Linked DNA regions of Zea mays: regions 1, 2 and 3 are each linked to region 4. Evidence: chromatin contacts called from public Hi-C data. All regions are on one chromosome and are shown on one strand. Each heading gives the region's core, a stretch centred on a gene start, on an enhancer-like site or on the middle of the called end of the contact. The rest is flanking DNA. Distances are from core to core; before and after follow the strand shown. Region 1 holds the start of LOC100384623. Region 2 overlaps LOC103636806 (eukaryotic translation initiation factor 3 subunit A-like). Region 3 holds the start of LOC100501702 (Putative WRKY DNA-binding domain superfamily protein). Region 4 holds the start of LOC100285373.

The links. Hi-C and Micro-C count contacts between places; a contact is called where the count stands out from the background.
Region 1: a contact with region 4 is called in a Hi-C map of bundle sheath, with 2.2 times the contacts expected there. The contact joins the promoter of LOC100384623 here to the promoter of LOC100285373 in region 4. A contact is called at or near these places in 6 of 25 Hi-C or Micro-C datasets (bundle sheath, ear, endosperm and 3 more).
Region 2: a contact with region 4 is called in a Hi-C map of endosperm, with 2.7 times the contacts expected there. The contact joins the enhancer-like site here to the promoter of LOC100285373 in region 4. A contact is called at or near these places in 2 of 25 Hi-C or Micro-C datasets (endosperm and leaf).
Region 3: a Hi-C map of bundle sheath shows a contact between it and region 4, with 2.7 times the contacts expected there. The contact joins the promoter of LOC100501702 here to the promoter of LOC100285373 in region 4. A contact is called at or near these places in 6 of 25 Hi-C or Micro-C datasets (bundle sheath, ear, endosperm and 2 more).

Annotation. Positions count from the first base shown.
Region 1 is chr8:20,446,164-20,448,863 of Zm-B73-REFERENCE-NAM-5.0, forward strand. It overlaps LOC100384623, which reads left to right and starts at 1,424. Exons shown (of 3, transcript NM_001357541.1): 1 at 1,424-1,747; 2 at 1,913-2,104; 3 at 2,255-2,700. The coding sequence starts at 1,518. The coding sequence ends at 2,522.
Region 2 is chr8:20,124,337-20,127,322 of Zm-B73-REFERENCE-NAM-5.0, forward strand. It overlaps LOC103636806 (eukaryotic translation initiation factor 3 subunit A-like), which reads left to right. Exons shown (of 14, transcript XM_020543271.3): 14 at 574-1,136. The coding sequence ends at 890. Among protein-coding and RNA genes, the nearest start is that of LOC103636806, 11 kb to the left of the region's middle. Within about 2 kb of position 1,630, at least 3 of the 20 cell types and tissues checked have an H3K27ac peak or open chromatin away from gene starts, as enhancers often do. A contact at or near this core is called in endosperm, where this site is marked.
Region 3 is chr8:20,465,253-20,468,008 of Zm-B73-REFERENCE-NAM-5.0, forward strand. It overlaps LOC100501702 (Putative WRKY DNA-binding domain superfamily protein), which reads right to left and starts at 1,421. Exons shown (of 3, transcript NM_001362816.1): 1 at 1,273-1,421; 2 at 387-1,130; 3 at 1-261. The coding sequence starts at 1,359.
Region 4 is chr8:20,285,473-20,288,214 of Zm-B73-REFERENCE-NAM-5.0, forward strand. It overlaps LOC100285373, which reads left to right and starts at 1,368. Exons shown (of 13, transcript NM_001372211.1): 1 at 1,368-1,765. The coding sequence starts at 1,542.

The DNA of each region.
Region 1 (2,700 bases), core at 174-2,673, 160 kb after region 4:
GATGGAGGCAGCGTACACAAGGGAGGGATGAGGCGACGAGGTGCTAGGGTTCTGGGTTCTGAACTTATGGCAGAGCGACGTACACGAGTGATAGGCAGGGACGAGGTCGGACGGTGGGACGATGGGTTAACCCACTATTAGCGGGCCTTAGCCGGACCGACCTGTTTAGCGTGCTTAGGCTTTCACTGTGGGCTCGCCTAGCGGCCCAAGCCCGGCACTAGCAACGAGTCCAAGCCCGACACAAACGACAGGTCGGGCTGGCACGACAGTCAGTGTGCCGAGCCGACTCTAGGCCCTTCCTCACCGTACCGAGCCACGTGCCACCTAACGGGCCCATATATAACTTGACCTAGTAATAGGAATGTACCACATATTATGTATAAACAACGCATCCATCGTGAAGTTAACAATGCAAGATTCATTTAATTCTACGTAAGTGCGCGCGGCACAAATCGCTGTCGCCCGTCGCCTACCGCACGCACGCACGAGAGCTAGTGAGCTACTAGCAGTGATCCAGACCCAGCGGCCAGCGCACAGCTGGCTTAATTACTGCTACCAGTCGTAGTAGCTAGGAGTATTTTTTTTACCGTGCCACGACGGTTCATGCACCCGGACGTCGGCACGGCTGCTTTTCTGGTCTCTGCTGCTGCACGGCGCGCGTGGAACCGGCCGCCGATCTCGTTCGGTCGATCGCCGGACAAACGGGAGACAGACCAGCTCCGTCGTCGTCGGTAGTCAATAGTCAAGCGATGGATTTGAAGCGGCCTGACAGGTGTCGCTTGCCCCGGCGCCTGACCAGGCCCAAAGTGCTAATGCGCTCGATCGACCTACCCATCCGGACTATCCAGACCCCGGCCCGGACGCTATTTTGGACCTGACGACGACGACGACGTCGTCGTAGTAGTAGTAGCGTGCTGGCCAGTCACTGCCCGAGTGCCCGGCCGGGCCGCACGCGCGGAACCAACACCGCCGGCGCCCGGTGCACTCGGCTCTCGGCTCCCGGCTCCCGGCTCCTACGTACTCTCCTAGCTACCTTCCTCACTAGCCAGCAGCAGCAGCTTGTCCCGTCGAAAACTCCAAAAGTTGGTCACGCCAATCGACACGTGCACGCAGACAACAGACGCATCCTGCGAGTCGAGTCGAGCGAACCTTCTGCGTGGCGCTGCCGCCGTGTTGTGAAACATCCATGAAGACGCCTGCGTGCTCGCTGCCTCGTTCGTCCCGCTTCGCTTCCAGTTCCAGAGACACCACTTGAGCTCTTCGATTGCCTCATCATCAGCTAGCGCCACTGTACGTACCTAGGATAGGAGCAGTCCCACAGACGACGATGTGCCAGCAGCGCCGTTCGGGCGCCACTATAAATTGGCGAGCTTGACACGGGGCTAGCAGATGGAATACATATCCACCCCCCGTCGTCACTGGTCACACCGCGCAGCGCAACGGCAGCAGCAGCTCATCGCTAGCTCCACGGTCGTCGGTGTTCCCTGTGCCTGTGCGTGCCTACTACTCTACTCTACATGGCGGCCTCGCTAGGACTCGCCCACGAGGCGGCCCCGTTCTACGCCGCCGCCTACCCGCCGGCCGGCGCTGCTTACGCTTACCTCGCACCACCACCCGGCGACCTCGTCGTCGAGTTCCCGCCGCGCGCCGCCACCATGGCTGACGACTGCTGCTACCAGTTCGGCCAGGAGATGGGCGGCGCCTACTGCTCGCCGCCGGTGTTCGACAATGGCATGACGAGCCTGCTGTAAGTTCGCGTACATACGTGCTGTTACTAGCAGCTAGCTTGCGTGCTAATAATGTGCGCTGTCGCCGTCGTTGCGTCGCGTCACACGTAACGTACGCCGTGGCAGCGGCTATACTCAATGCTCATCCCATCAGTTGCGTACCTGTGGTTTGGCTGGGGCTTCAGGAACTATGGCGTCGAAGGCGACGGGAGGAGGCCGGTGGGCGGACCAGCTGGCGGTACTGGGAACGGCGGCGGCCGGCCCCGGCCGGCGTCACGGATCGGGTTCCGGACCAGGTCGGAGGTGGACGTGCTTGACGACGGCTTCAAGTGGCGCAAGTACGGCAAGAAGGCGGTCAAGAGCAGCCCCAACCCGAGGTACAGTAGCAGAATACAACACTAGCTAGCTTGGCGCACATGGCGCCACCGACTCCGACGACCACTTCAATTCCGTTCCATTGTCACGCTCATGCATGCAAGCTTGACGACGACGTGCTGATCGCCGCGCCGCGCCGTGCGTGCGTGCAGGAACTACTACCGGTGCTCGGCGGAGGGCTGCGGCGTGAAGAAGCGCGTGGAGCGGGACAGCGACGACCCGCGCTACGTCGTCACCACCTACGACGGCGTCCACAACCACGCCGCGCCGGGCGCCGCCTACCTCTGCCCGCCGCCTCCGCCGCGCGGCGCAGCGCACTACTCGCCTCCGGTGGCAGCGCCCAGCTGGAGCGCAGCTCTTGACGCGTGGGAGGCGCAGCTGCACCGGCACGCCGCGGCGGCGGCTCACTCGTCGGAGTAGTCCTACTGATCCATCATCAGCTACACGCACGTATACGGATCATGTAGCTAGCTAGAATGTTCGCCAACGTGGAGATCGAGACGATCGAGCCACGTTTTTCGGGGTTTGCGTAGTTTGTACTGTGTACTACCGTTACAGTTAGACATACATACATACCCACACACCGAGACTGTTTCTG
Region 2 (2,986 bases), core at 380-2,879, 160 kb before region 4:
CCATTATGTGAATGTTCACATGATTTTATTGGTTTTTAATATCTTGTTAATAATGATCTGAATTTGGTAATCTTCGGTTTTGTATTTTTCCACAGTGCAAATACTAAAATTAGTTTCTGGTCATTATACGAAGAGTTCCCTGTTCGATCCAATCCAAGACTAACCATCATTGATTTTTGGTACTTAAGCAACAAATAGCATAAAATCTACTCCCTCTGTTCCAATTTAAAATTCGTTTTAGCATTTTATTGGATTCAAACAATAATTAATGTATTATGTTTTGTGTATGTGTCTAGGTTCATCATCATTTATTTGAATTTGAATATAGACATAAAACCTAAGTGCTAAAACAAATTCTATTGTGGGACAGAGGGAGTATTTGATTTTTGGTACTTAAGCAACAAGAAGCATAAAAACCTAAGTGCTAAAACGAATTCTAATGTGGGACAGAGGGAGTATTTGCTATGGTGTAACTGAATATGGCTCTGTTTCTATATCTTATTCCATATTTGGCCAAGTGGTACTTAAGGATTCAAATCCTAATTCATCCATATTATTGATATATTGATGCAGAGGAAGAGAGGAGGAAGAGAGAAGAGGCTGAAAGGAAAGCTAATCTTGATGCTATTGCTGAAAAGCAGCGATTGAGAGAGATAGAGTTGGAGGAGAAGGCAAAGGCGAATAGGGAGAAGCTCTTAAAGGGGTCTGAGGCAGGTGCTGCTCCCTCTTCTAATAAATATATTCCCAAATTTAAAAGGCAAGATGGTCTTCCTGCACGACAGGATGCACCCCCACCCCGCCAAGATGGCCCTCCTCCGTCTACTGACCGCTGGCGTCCATCAAGATATTCCTCAACCTCTTCGTCAACCTGGGGGCGGGCACATAACTGATCCTTTTTTTTTTATTTTGCTGACTACATTTATAATTTTGGAGCTTGTCTCATAGGCTATCGCACCTTACCGTTCACTATACTCCATGCATATTGTCGGTAGTTGCTGACTGCATTTTATGATGTTTTTATTGGTTCATATATTTGTTCTCATGTCTTTGGATGTTGATGTCTGGCACGAGTTCCGTTTTGCAGTTGGGTTGTGATACGGTTTGGTTGTCTAACTATAAAGTCGTCAATTATCGTATCTTGTACCCAAACTGATGGCTTACTTTCCTGAGTAACGATTAAGACAACTGAAACACGGGCTACTACTCGATTAAAATTCTGATAAATGTTCTGTTCTCTGTAGCTGATGGCAGTCAGATGTTATGCGGTATTGTTTGATTGTTCCCTATATTGCCAATAAAAAGGTTTGCACATTGACAGTTGAAATGAAACTTCTCCCAGTGGTGGCGTCAACATGTTCCGTTGGTGTGAACTTGTTTGGAAATCTAGAAACATTGCGTTTCATCTACTAATCTTTTCATAGAATGTTAAAAGATCCAAAATTTGGTCATTTTTTGTCGCCCATCTCCCTTCAGGCTCCTTTACCTTACTCCAAAACATTCTGGCATGGTCACATTCCACCGGAGCATGGAATAGAGTCTCCATTATTTTTGGCATTACCTGTAGGGGTAGGCGCCATAATGCTTTCTAGGAAGCCTTTTTACCATCAGCATTACTTGATTATCATCAGAATTCTGTTGGCTGACCTGACCGAAACAAGCCATGCCTATCCCAAGTTCATCACTATGTTGTCGACGGGGTTGGGGCATACTCATAATTGGTTCTGCATGTGGCACAAAAAAAATACTAATGGTACCTCAAGAACAGACAATGGGGTGTGCTGCCCTGGCACTAGAGATAATAACGGACGTGATTTGTCGGAATAACCTGTTTTCATATTCATATTTTATTTAGAAAACAAGCTCGAAAATGAAACCATCGGAAACGAGAATAGCGGAAATACTGAATGACAAAAAAAACAAACCAAACGAACGGAATAAATCGACAACGGATCAGAATCTGTCGTAAAAAATGAAAACATTGTCTTATAGAACATAAAAATAAAGTGGCATTATGATCAATTAAAATATCTTATTTAGACATATAAAGACAATATATTATAATAAGCATATAGCTAATAAATAAAATGAAAACATCGTTGTCTATGATTTATTCATTATATTATCTAATACATGATATTATATACAAATAAAAATGGGATATCCAGACTAAAAACAGAAAAAGTAAAAATGATCGGAAGAATGCACATACGGTTTCCGTTCCATTTTCACATTTGTCTAAAACGAAACGGTTGGAATATCCATAAGTACGAATTCGAACGAATCAATGTAGAAATTGGTGCAGAATGGAACATGGTATATCTTGACCGTTTTCACCCCAACCTGGTAGGGTATCAGGAACAGATCATAGCTTTCTTGCTAGAGAGTCATGTTAAGACTATTCTTCGAAATTTGAAGACCATTCTTGGCAATTTCGGCCCGGCTCATTCAATAAAGGCTTGCGCTATTTTGCACTGTTTACAACTAGAGTTTGAAATGATATATGAGGATGAGTAAGACGAACACAAGAAAAAAATACCGACTAGTAAAGTGGAAGGTACTCAGTCAACCTAAAAACTAAGGAGGTTTAGGTATCCATGATTTGAGTATTAAAAACTCTGCTCTACTTGGTAAATGGCTCTTCAATCTTCTGCACTCGGATGGGATGTGACAACAATTTCTCTGGAATAAATACCTTGGATCAACCCCATTATCCCAAGTGGAATGGAGGCAGGGAGATTCACATTTTTAGTGTGGCCTAATGAAGATCAAACATGAGTTTCTCAGTTTTAGAGCCTTCAAGGTACATGATGGCATGCAGGTCCTGAAAGGGAATTAGGCTTACACCTAGTTCCTATATAATTTTGGTGGTTAAATTGCACAACCCAAATCTTTGGACTAACTAGTTTATTCTAGTGTATAAGTTATACAGGTGCAAAAGGTTCACACTTTGCCAATAAAAAGACCAAGTATTGAGTTCAACAAAAGA
Region 3 (2,756 bases), core at 171-2,670, 180 kb after region 4:
GGCGGAGCTGGTGGAGCCCGAGGTGAGCATGGCCGCCGCCGCGGAGGTCGTGGACGCCATGGCCGTCGCTGCCGGCGGGAGCGGGTGGTTGTGCGCGCCCTCGTACGTGGTGATCAGGATCGACGTGTCCTCCGCGCACCGCTGCACCTGCTTCCTCACCGGGCACTGCGGCGCCACCGTGCAGCGGTAGTAGGCGCGCGGGCACGGGTTCCCCTTGGAGATCTTCTGCCCGTACTTCCGCCATTGACAGCCATCGGGCATCTGATTGATGGCCACCGAAACCAAAAAAAAAAAAAAAGATTTTTAGGTCAGGAATAACCTAACACTGTGTGCCACTGTGGACAATTTTCTCAAGTTTCATAAGCCTAGGTATTATTGTCACGTACCGTGGGTGTATCGCATTTGACTCTGACGGAAACCCTAGCCTTCTTGGCCTGCTGCTGCACCTCGTCGTCAGCTGATCCGTCGCCGGCACCGGCGCTCGGGCTCTTACGAGCGGTGCCCGCGGCGGCCAGGTCAGCAGGCTTGGCGTTGTCGTTGTAGTCGGCGCTGCCGCTGCTGTCGGAGCTCAAGTTCCGGACGGACGCGTGGCTGGCCTTGTCGTCGTCCGTGGCCACCGTCGACGCCGGCAGCCCGCTACCGCGCCCGAAGCCGAGCCCGAGGGAGAGCCGGTGGCCTTCGTCGTCGGCGCCGGCGGTGGTCATCTCATCAGCGGTGCCAGACGAGGACGCCGACCTCTCGTGGCCCTTGCGGCGTGGTGCGCCGCCACCGCTATTCGCCCTCGTGCCGAGGCTCAGAGAGACGAGGTCGTCGGGGTCGTCGGTGCCGGTGGTGGCGGGAGGCGGAGGCGCGGGAGCCGGCGCCACGGGGAGCTTCTCCGCTTTGGCTGCAGATGCTTGCTCGTGCACCTTGACGACGTCGAGGAAGTGCATCTGCAGGGACTGGTACTGGCTGACGATGCGGGACAGCGTCGACTTGAGGCGCTCGTTCTCCTCCCGCACCTCGCCCATCTCCGCTCTGGCCGCCTCCAGCCTGCGTTGTTCTTGTTCCTCCCGCTTCTTGCCGGCCGCATCTCTTTGCGTCGATGATGGAAAGCTTTCGAAGACTATCGGAAGAGCGGTTCCTACCATCTGCATCCATAAATAGAGGACGTCGTCCGTGCTCAGATCTCTCTAGTTTCCCTTTGCGCTGAAGAACTAATTAGACGAAACCAAAAAAGAAGAACGAAAGAAAAAGGACACGGAACATGCACGTGTGTGAATTCGATCATACCGACGCGGCGATCTCTGGCTTGGCGTCGGGCCGGTTCTCCTCCTTCATCACCTGCGGCGGCGGCCCTTCGACGACGGCGACCTCCATATGGCAACGGCGGCAACCCCCTACCCCTTCCCGAGCTTTCGGCAAGCAATGCCCTTGTCCTGGCCGGGGCGTAGTCGTAGTACCTCTCGATCTACCCCCCAGTTCGTCCTTATAAAGAAGGAAAACGAGAGGGCCGGGCCTAGACCAACAAGCTAGCTAGCCTGCAGTTTCTGACTCGCATGGGATAAACAAATGGTGGATGCTTCAACGAATCCCAGTGGCCGAGCCTATCACGGTTCAGTCGTCGTCGTCCTCGTCCTCTCGACTCTCGTCCATACGGTATTACGGCTGGACCGGGCGTGGGCGCATGGCGCATCAGAAAATGTCAACTGGCTTAGCTGGCCCACGCCACGCCGCACCGCCGGGCCCCGCGCGCGCAATAGAATAGACGACGCTCGTCGTCCCCCGTCGACGTCCTCGCCGTACGTCGTCGCTGCGGTCTCCCAACGTGTCCTCTGCGTGTCGTCGCAGCCGCCGCGTTACGCTGGTCCACGCGCGCGGCGCGCACAATCAAGGGGCGATCGAGGTGCTCCTACCTATACCTACCTAGCTGCTCCGGTGACGCCTACCGAGACGCTCGGGCCATGGCCATGGATCCGGCGGTTAGCCGCTGCTGCCCGCCGCGCTAGCTTGATCGGAGCTGACAAAAGGACGCATGCGTTCATACATGTTGGCTCCCGGCGGCCGGCGTACGAACGCATCAGGAACCCCGGCGGCCGGCCCGTACGGGCGTCCAGCGATTGTTTAGGGCGTGCTGTTGACTTTCGTACGGCCGGCGCGGCGCTACCGTACCTCTGCCAGCAAGCAAGTTGAAGAAGAACGAAGAAGCAACCGATCGAGATATTGAGGAATCACTAGTACAGATAAGCTCTATACTGACGGTCCTAAACATATTTACAGTGACGTTTTTCGTAACCGCCAGTGCTAGAGGTCAGTAGAAATCACCATTTTTACAGGCGGGTAACTGAAGACCGCCAGTGAAAATCGATTTTCACTGGCGGTCGACGTAATAAAACCGCCAGTGCAAATCGTCTCCGTCGAAGTCGCAAGTCGCGGCATTTTTCGCGCGCTACGCGGTTGTGAGGAATCGAACCGTAGACCTCACCCTCGCGCGTACCCTCCACTACCACTCCGTCTATGACATGACTTGTGTCTAGTTTGTAGTTGTTTTATCCACATATTACAACCATTTGAGTGTAAATTGCTTATTTGAGACCCTAAACGAATTCAAATAAAAAAGTTGTCAACTACAAAGATAAATAACTTTTGAAGTTCTACAACTTTTATTTTGACACTTTTTTCATCCGAGGTAGTTTGCAAAATTTGAATTTTAAATTTGCCATACTTAGATTCAATTTTTGAGAACCGAAATGAGTTCAAATAAAAAAGTTGTCAAC
Region 4 (2,742 bases), core at 118-2,617:
GCCCGTCTGTCCGCACCAGGCTGGCCGGTCGCATTATTTTTTTCTCGCGTGGCGCGCGACGCGAGGCGCTGCCCCTGCTCCGGGTCCGGCGCGCGGGCAACCTGGCATGCCGCCGTCCCGAGCCGCGGCTCGCTTCGCCTCGCCTGCAGCAGATCTCGGTTCGGCGCCAACCGCAGGTCCGCAGGGCACGAGACAACTCGTTCTTCCGCGGGACCACACATCCGCCGCGTCGCGTCGTCTGGTTTCCTTCCGGACAAGGACGGAGCAGCCGGAATGCCCGATGCATGATGCATGAGATCCGTCCAAGGCGCGCGCGGTCCTTGTCCGGCGGCCGGTTCGGGAGGGGGAACAACTGAACAAGGCGGAGGAGCCCGGGCCCGGAGGGGAGTCAACGAGGCCGAGCCGGTCGACGTAAACGCGGTCGAGGTGAGGCTCATCGGAACCTGCAAGTCAACCCGGGTGCGCCACAGCGTACACGTCCGATGACATAATTACTGAAGCATGTTCGTAACAATTGACGTGTTACTTTCCGTTTGCTTGCTGCAAATAACCGAGGTTTCCATCATATGGTAATCATGGCAACTGCATACCCGGGGCGCCGTTCAGTTCCTCACTGCACTCACTGAAAAGGGGAAAAAAAACCCGCCACGGTTTTTACTGGGTGATCAGGCGACGCATGGGCTCCCCCATGTGCAGTGCTGGACACTGGACGGGATCACGGGACACGCATGCTGCTGGCGCTCATCAGGGACAGACAGGATCAGGGAGGGGTACCGGGGCGGGAAGGCCGGCCGCGGTCCACGTGCCCCACCAACACCGCGGAAAACTTTGACCCAGCCCGTGCTGCCTGCTTCAGGTCCGTCCATGGTCCATCTGATGCTGTCGTGCCTGAGGTCTTGTTTGTTTGGATTCAAAAACACTTTTTAGACCAACGCTACGGTGTTCTGAATTTCAGTGTGCCGTGCTAAAGTATCTGGATGCATTAAATTCTATGTTTTTTCTTTCTTTCTTGAAAGCATAGCAGAACGGTGCCTGTCATTCCATCCATCCATCCATCCATCCATCCATCCATCTGCTGATCGAAGACTCCAAAGCAGGCAGGTAAAGATACGTACCCCAGCGCAAGCAAAGACAAAAACCAAACACAAGGAAAACAACATTTACTCCAGCTGGAGGAGCTGTACTATACCCCCACTTGCCTCCGGGCGTCTGTCCGTGGACCGAGCTTTGAGCTCTCCCCATTTCATTAAAACTTCCTCTAACCTGCCACGAAAAAGTCCGATTAGTTAACGCGATCCAGCGCTGTATGAGTGTATGTATATAAGCGGCCCCCGCGCGCGCTGCGAGCGACAAGCATCGTCATCGCCCCCGTAAGAGTGAGGCCCAGAAATCGAGGGGCAAAAAGGAGAGGGAGAGACCGAATACAGCCGCTTCTGTTCTGTGAGGGGGAAAAAAAGAGAAAGAGAGGGACAGAGAGAGAGAGAGGGAGTGCCAGGCCAGCTGTGGGGTGTGTGTGTGCCTGTGTGGGGGAACTGCTGGGGATGGAGAGCGAGATGGCGGACGCGCCCGCCGCGGCGATCCCCGCCGCCGCCGCCGAACCGCTCGCGGCGGTGGCGGAGGAAGGGGAAGGGGAAGCGGAGGGGGAGGCGCCCGCCGAGGCGGCGGTGGGGTCCACCCTCACCATGGAGCGCGTCGCCGCCGCGAAGAAGTTCATCGAGAACCACTACCGTTCGCAGATGAAGACCATCCAGGAGCGCAAGGAGAGGTACTGTACCGTGCCGGCCGTGCTGATCCCGTGATCCGGTCCCCCCCACTCGCCCGCGGCGCCGGCCGCCAATTGGAGCTGCTGCTCGCGCGCGGCTGGGGCTAGATCTCGCGCGCCGCGACCTCGATCGAGGGGCCTGGGCTGGGGTTAGTCGTCGGCGTCGTCCGAGCTCGCGCCGCTGGAGCTTGCCCGTCGGGGCGCGCCAGCTTTTCGCTGCCTGCTCGTGGGACGAAGGGTACCGTGTATTAGTACGAGTATACTAGCACCCTGGTGGCCATGGCTTCAGAAGTTCTAGAGTAGCCTGTGGTGTAGTGCGAAGTTATAGGTTCTGGTGAATTGACACCTCTGCCTGCAATCTGAGGTCCGGCGTTGCATGGTGTATGGATGGTTGATAGTTCCAGCTCGGGGAGGACCGGAGACCTGGTTGCACTTGCTATTTTCGAATGCTTAGCGTCTGCTAAACGCATCAGGCAAGATTAGTTCAAATTGCTTGCATGTAGTAGCTTTTTTTGGCGCTAAAAACTGTTACGCTGAGCTTCTAGTGCTCCCCGCTGTTTGACTTGGATGCCCATAGCATTGTTGTCGAGAAGCTTGTTTGAGGACAATTGAGCGAAAAACAATGCGGTGATTCCGCATCTGCCTTTGACATAGAGTTGCTCAAGTGGCGCAAGAGTTTGTCGCACCCTCGCACGCGCTCCTTTTGTTTCCCCCCATTTTTTTGGTTTGGTAGCGTGTAGTCGGAGTTGTTTGTGCTGGTTTCGAATCACTATCAGACTCAGTCCTGGTGTAACTATAACATGTTTCCTGCTGCTTGTGAACTGAGATTGGACTGCTGGGTATTCTTCTCATGGTCTTTCCATTAATAGGCAGTGGATGACGATGCATGCTCTCTAAAACACACTTGTTCTACTTACTAATCATGCTATAAATTATCTTATAGCAATAACCCATTAATTACATCACAATATTTCCAGCTT